Linked DNA regions of Mus musculus: region 2 is linked to region 1. Evidence: chromatin contacts called from public HiChIP or PLAC-seq data. All regions are on one chromosome and are shown on one strand. The core of a region is the stretch at or near the end of the contact, and the rest is flanking DNA. Distances in the headings are between cores, read along the strand shown. Region 1 overlaps 1700029J03Rik (RIKEN cDNA 1700029J03 gene). Region 2 overlaps Runx1 (runt related transcription factor 1).

Region 1 (2,711 bases), core at 164-2,663:
TCTTGGTTGAGATTAAGCTGGTCCCGAGTCCCAGAAAAGTATTGCATCACCTGGCCAGAGCTGGATGTCAAGAGAAAGATGTCACAGCCTTTGATGACCAACTCAGGGGTCTATCATTCACTTACATGAGCAAAAAAAAAAAAAAAGTATCTAAGTAGCAACTTTTATGGACAATGGGAAGGATCTGTGTTTCTAAGTCAACGGGTATCACTCCTAACTGTCAACACGCTTTCAATAATCGTAAGTGAGTGTGTTTATGACAAAACAAGGTATCAAAGAAACTGCTCGAATACTCTAAGCTCTTGGGACTTGTTTATTAAAGACTCTACTTTGATCAAAGTGTTAGGAAACAGCCCGAGTGTTGAAGGAGCCACTTGGGGGTGATGTTTCAGAGTCAGCTCTGTGACCTTGTGACGACTGAGCCGCACAATACGGTCCTGAGTGGAAGTACACTTTGGAAGCACCTGGCAGGGAGATGGTGTCTTGTTTCCATTTGATGTAGCCTACCACACATCTGATTTCCACTCGCCACAGAGCAGAGCTTCAGATTTGGCGGGCCCCACCCAGATTTCAACACTGACCAAGCTTTTGTATTAAGTTCAGAGTAGGAGATGGTGTGGACAAATAATTCATGTCTTTTGATGGGGAGGGGCAGGGTTGATTTAGGAATGAAATTGTGTGTGTGTGTGTGTGTGTGTGTGTGTGTGTGTGTGTGTGTGTGTGTATACACTTTAAACTACCCATGAAAGGGATTGTATTTGTATCGAACTCTATCAAGTTGTTGATTAAAAAACTAAAAGTGGCCTTTAACTTTCTTACCATGACAGAGATGCCACACCTACAGATGGAGATGGTGAACTATTAATGCTCACATCCCTCTTCCAGCCCATCCTGTAAGAACCACCCATCTCCTTAATTACTTTGTCTGGGCTTAGTCCTATGCATTAGGTAATGTGAGCTAAGCATCCCTGTTAGGATAGAGGGGCCTTAAAATGCCTCCTCTAAGATTTCACTTGAGGGGGATACCTTTGTGGAGACAGGCTTTAAGGTGGACCTCCGCAATTTAGGGCAAAAGTAGACATGGATCATGAGGCAGTAGAAGGGTTTGAGAGGAAATTACCATGGAGATGGGAAGGGCTCAGAGAAAAAGAGAGCATTGCTTGTGACCTAAACATGACAAGGTCTGTTCGGAGCTTTAAACTATTGGGATAAAGGATGAAGGGAGAACACAGAAGAAGTTCCAAAGTTCCTGGTGGACTCTCAGCCTTCACCTTCCCATGATGCACTGGTTAGGTCTAGCCCAAGACTCTTTCTCTCTATCCTCCTCAGTGGAGCAGCTTATGACTACAGCTGGCTGAGACAAGTTTCACAATAATCATATTTAGTAGCTTTTCATAAGTAGGAGGAACAATCTCTTGTAAAGCTGGCTGCCTTCCAGGTTTGTCTTTTAGACAATCAGTTCCTTTTTCGGTCTGTCAGTGTTCAGGTTATTTTGACTGGGAGGGATATGAATCAATACTGTTCTAACAAAACCCCCAATTCCCCGTGAGCCTGTCTTAATCACAAGGGTAAAACACAGAGGCAGACCCCTCCTACCCTGTCAGAATCGCTTTATTTTGATGTGTGGTTTATATGAATGGAACGACTCCAACGAGCCTGAACCGGAAGCTGTGATTTAAACCCTGTTACCCCGGTCTGTCCATGAGCAGCCTGTTTTTCCATACGTATTATTATTAAAGTTTTATCCAAATGTCATGTAGTGTTTATGTTCTTTTGTCCTGGCTTACTTGGTGTATGTAGATCATTAGCGACGTCAACTCATTCATTAGGTCCTAGGTCACAAGAGCAGTATGGCTACCTCTGTCAAGCGAGAACGGCCAGCCCAGGAAGCTGCACACGATATACTTACAACAAGCGTGGTTTTGGAGGTACAGGAGAGGTGTGGAGCAATGTGGACCAGATACATTATCTGTCCAATAAGGGGACCTGAATTTGGTACTTTGATCCTGTCACTGTGACCAAGATTCTGACCAGAAGCAACTTGAGGAAGAATTTAGGCTGGTTCACAGCTTGAGGGATGCAGTCTATTGTGGCAGGGAAGGCAAAGTATAGCGAAAGAAATTCTTATAAATCCTAGCCCGAGGGCTTCCTCCCACCTTAGACTATCTATGTTCCCCGATGAAACAGACTTTATACTTTTAGATAGCCGTAGGCAGCACAGGAGCTGGGCAGCTGCTACTCTCCGTGCCGTTAGAATCCACTTTCCTATCAACAACCCCAAGTTATCACAATTATCATCTACAATGTTCCATCTGGGTTGCTCTTAACTTCAGCTGGGCAGCCGTCTGGGTCACTTTCTTGTGACCCTTAGCTCATGGAAGCTTCTTCTCCCTCCTCTCCTCCACATTCCTCTATTCCACGGTGGCTGGTTTCTCCTTCGTATTCCTGCTGGGGTCCGGGGATGTGTGTTGGTTCAGAGCTTCTTCTTTCTCCTCCCAAGCCCTTGAAACCTCTACCTCACCTATTTTTCTTCTGCCCACCTATTGGCTGTTGGCAGCTTTATTTGCCAATCCCAATCAACTGGGGGCAGGGTCACTCAGTGTCTCACGTGCGTCCTCTTTAGTCTTTGGGGGAATCAGTCTTGGGGTCCCCAAATTAGCATTAGATACAAGCAGCATCAGGCGATCCCCCACCACAAGGCTACAGAAGCT
Region 2 (2,749 bases), core at 224-2,723, 640 kb after region 1:
CATTTGTTTGGACGTAGTCGCGTCTACAAGTCCTAAGTGTCTCCCTGCGGGAGGCTCCCATTCCGGCCTACCCAGCTCAGTCACTTGCAGACAGCTCTGCAATGTTCCCGCCAGCTGTCGGCTCCTTGCTATGGAGACTCGCTCTCACCCAGATGAAGCCAAGTGCTGGCATCCCACACAGTCATAACTGCATCTCCACTCTCAGGGCCCCTTTGCCATTGATGATTAAGATGGATTAAGATCCCCTGATGACTTTCTCAGATGGGGAAGTGATTTCACATGGATTGTGATCCAGAGAGCCAAGCCTTGGATGTGAGGATCTGGAGACAGCCCAGAGGAACAAACTTGCTTCTCAGATGGAGGAAGCAAAAGAAATCAGCACTGCTTCTTCACGTGTGTGGTGACAATTCACCGTCCAGCACGGCTGTGCTCCCCAGGGCACTACAAAATTCCCCTCGTATTCGCTTGCTTTATTGCAAAAGGGCAAGGTGCAGATATATTTATCTCCTCCGTGTGCATTTAGTAAGTTGTTATCTTGAGGATTGTCTATGTGCTTATTATGTGTTCTGTCCTGGTAATGTGGCAGTGACCAAAGATGGCGATCCTCAATGGTGAGAAATACATCAAGTGAGCCAGCCTCACCTACTCAGTAAGGTCCAGGCCGTGAGAGACCCTGTCTAGGAAAAAGAAAAACAACCACAACAGAGCACTATCAAACACTATCTGAGGTATGTTTCCCCACCTCCTACCTCCACACACATCTGCACATATATGTGTGCACACATATACATACACACACACACACACACACACACACACTCATGGAGAGAGTGAGAGAGAGAAAGAGAGATTCCATTGGGATTTCAGTAAGTACTACATTCAATCTGTAGATTGCTTGATTGTCCTCTCAATGGCATGGATCACAGTCTCTCAAAAGCATGGATCACAGTCTCTCAATGTCATGGAGCACAGTCTCTCGATGGCATGGAGCACAGTCTCTCAATGTCATGGAGCACAGTCTCTCAAAGTCATGGAGCACAGTCTCTCAATGGCATGGAGCACAGTCTCTCAATGGCATGGAGCACAGTCTCTCAAAGTCATGGAGCACAGTCTCTCAATGGCATGGAGCACAGTCTCTCAATGGCATGGAGGACAGTCTCTCAATGGCATGGAGCACAGTCTCTCAGTGGTTTTGTCTTTCCATTCATTTAGGTCTTTAATTTCCAGGCTGTGCTTTGTAATCTTCAGTCCTGGCAACTTTTGCTCTGTAGTTATTTTCCTAAGGACTTGGCTTTCTACATTTCTAGCTCCTCTTAGGTGTCTCCACCCAGGAAATCTCTTGCTTTCGTTTGAGTGACAGTTATGGAGCCCTCTGCCTACGAGGGAGTCAGCACACCCTAAATCAGCAGCCTCCCTGCAAGCCTCTCCTGCCCCAGCAGCATGGCGCTGTCCTTGTTCAGAGCCACTGAAGTCTTCTGGAAATTTCCACTTCACTTCAGCCTGGTGGTTCCTCTTTCTGTGGAATGGTATCAGTGACCAGTTACTAAGAAAGTTCAGGGGACAGAAAGAGTAGGGCTTCAGATGGAGGAAGAACAGGAGGGAAGGGAGGGAAGGGAGGGAAGGGAGGGGAGGGAGAGGAGGGAGGGGAGGGAGGTGGGCAACCCTCGAGCTCAGTCTTGATTTCATGTGCTTCCTCTGGGGCGAAGGAAAGAAACCATGTGTGGTCACAAAACCCTGTACCGAAACAGAGTCCCTCCTCTTTCATCTGTCACCACATGCTAAACACTGCAGTGTGTGTGTGTGTGTGTGTGTGTGTGTGTGTGTGTGTGTGTGTGTGTGTGTGAGAGAGAGAGAGAGAGAGAGAGAGAGAGAGAGAGAGAGAGAGATTGAGGAGATCAGAACATATGTGTTCCTTTTAACTCCTACCAGATCTTGAGATCAGTCAGTCAGAGAGAGCATTCTGGAAGGAACCGTCGAGGAGGGCACTTGGTGAATAACAGCTGAGACTCAGGAAGCACAGGTCTCCAGGGTCAAACCCCCCAACCCATTCCCACTCAGATGTGGGTGCTCCCCAACCTCACTGTATCTCGGTTTTGTTGACCATAAAACAGATAGTAACACTTGCGAGACAGACACTAAGTGGAAAGCATTATGTGATCTTTGGAGAAAAGGCAGACTGTTAACATATGCTAACAATGTGTTATTCTGGGCCAGGCCCGGAGCCACAGCCACCAGAGTAGCTTGGGAAACATCTGCCAGGAACACACAGAGCACTCCAGCCTCCAAAACCATCTCTGGGTCCAACTGGCAGGAGATAAAGGCCCTCTCTGCCCAGCTGTGCCCTGTTCGCCCTCAGGCCTGAATTCTGGGACCCCTATGCTGACCTGTAACTTACCCACTTACCATGCACCCCTCTGCTTAGTGAAAGAGAGCTTTGGAGGCTGGCCTCTTTGAGGCAAGGGGTTCTATTCTGGGACATCCACTTAGGGGCAGTGCTTATGGTGGATAGGCCAGGGTGGGACAGGGACATCCACTCTGGGGCTGTGCTTACCGTGTATGTGTTGGGGTGAGGCAGTTTGTGGTTTGTTTAGGACAGAAGACAACCAGAGCTGACTAAGTGGATGAGGCTCTCTGGCTCTCCCTCACTCTCCAAATTTGAGGCATCTGGTGCTCAAAGCCTAAAAAAGATCTCCCAAAAGGAGGAAGATGAGTGTGGCAGGGGAAAGGTGGGAGGGAGCCAAGATCCACA

The links. HiChIP or PLAC-seq counts read pairs in DNA pulled down with a chosen protein or histone mark.
Region 2: an H3K4me3 HiChIP or PLAC-seq map of bone marrow-derived macrophages shows a contact between it and region 1, with 5 times the contacts expected there. The contact joins two enhancer-like sites. A contact is called at or near these places in 2 of 115 datasets of contacts at active chromatin or transcription factors (bone marrow-derived macrophages and extraembryonic endoderm stem cells).

Annotation. Positions count from the first base shown.
Region 1 is chr16:93,428,348-93,431,058 of GRCm38.p6, reverse strand. All of the region lies in intron 1 of 1700029J03Rik (RIKEN cDNA 1700029J03 gene), which reads left to right. Among named protein-coding and RNA genes, the nearest start is that of 1700029J03Rik, 29 kb to the left of the region's middle. Within about 2 kb of position 1,413, at least 6 of the 459 cell types and tissues checked have an H3K27ac peak or open chromatin away from gene starts, as enhancers often do. A contact at or near this core is called in bone marrow-derived macrophages, where this site is marked.
Region 2 is chr16:92,785,950-92,788,698 of GRCm38.p6, reverse strand. The region is part of intron 2 of Runx1 (runt related transcription factor 1); the gene reads left to right. Among named protein-coding and RNA genes, the nearest start is that of Gm30281, 25 kb to the right of the region's middle. Within about 2 kb of position 1,473, at least 86 of the 459 cell types and tissues checked have an H3K27ac peak or open chromatin away from gene starts, as enhancers often do. A contact at or near this core is called in bone marrow-derived macrophages, where this site is marked.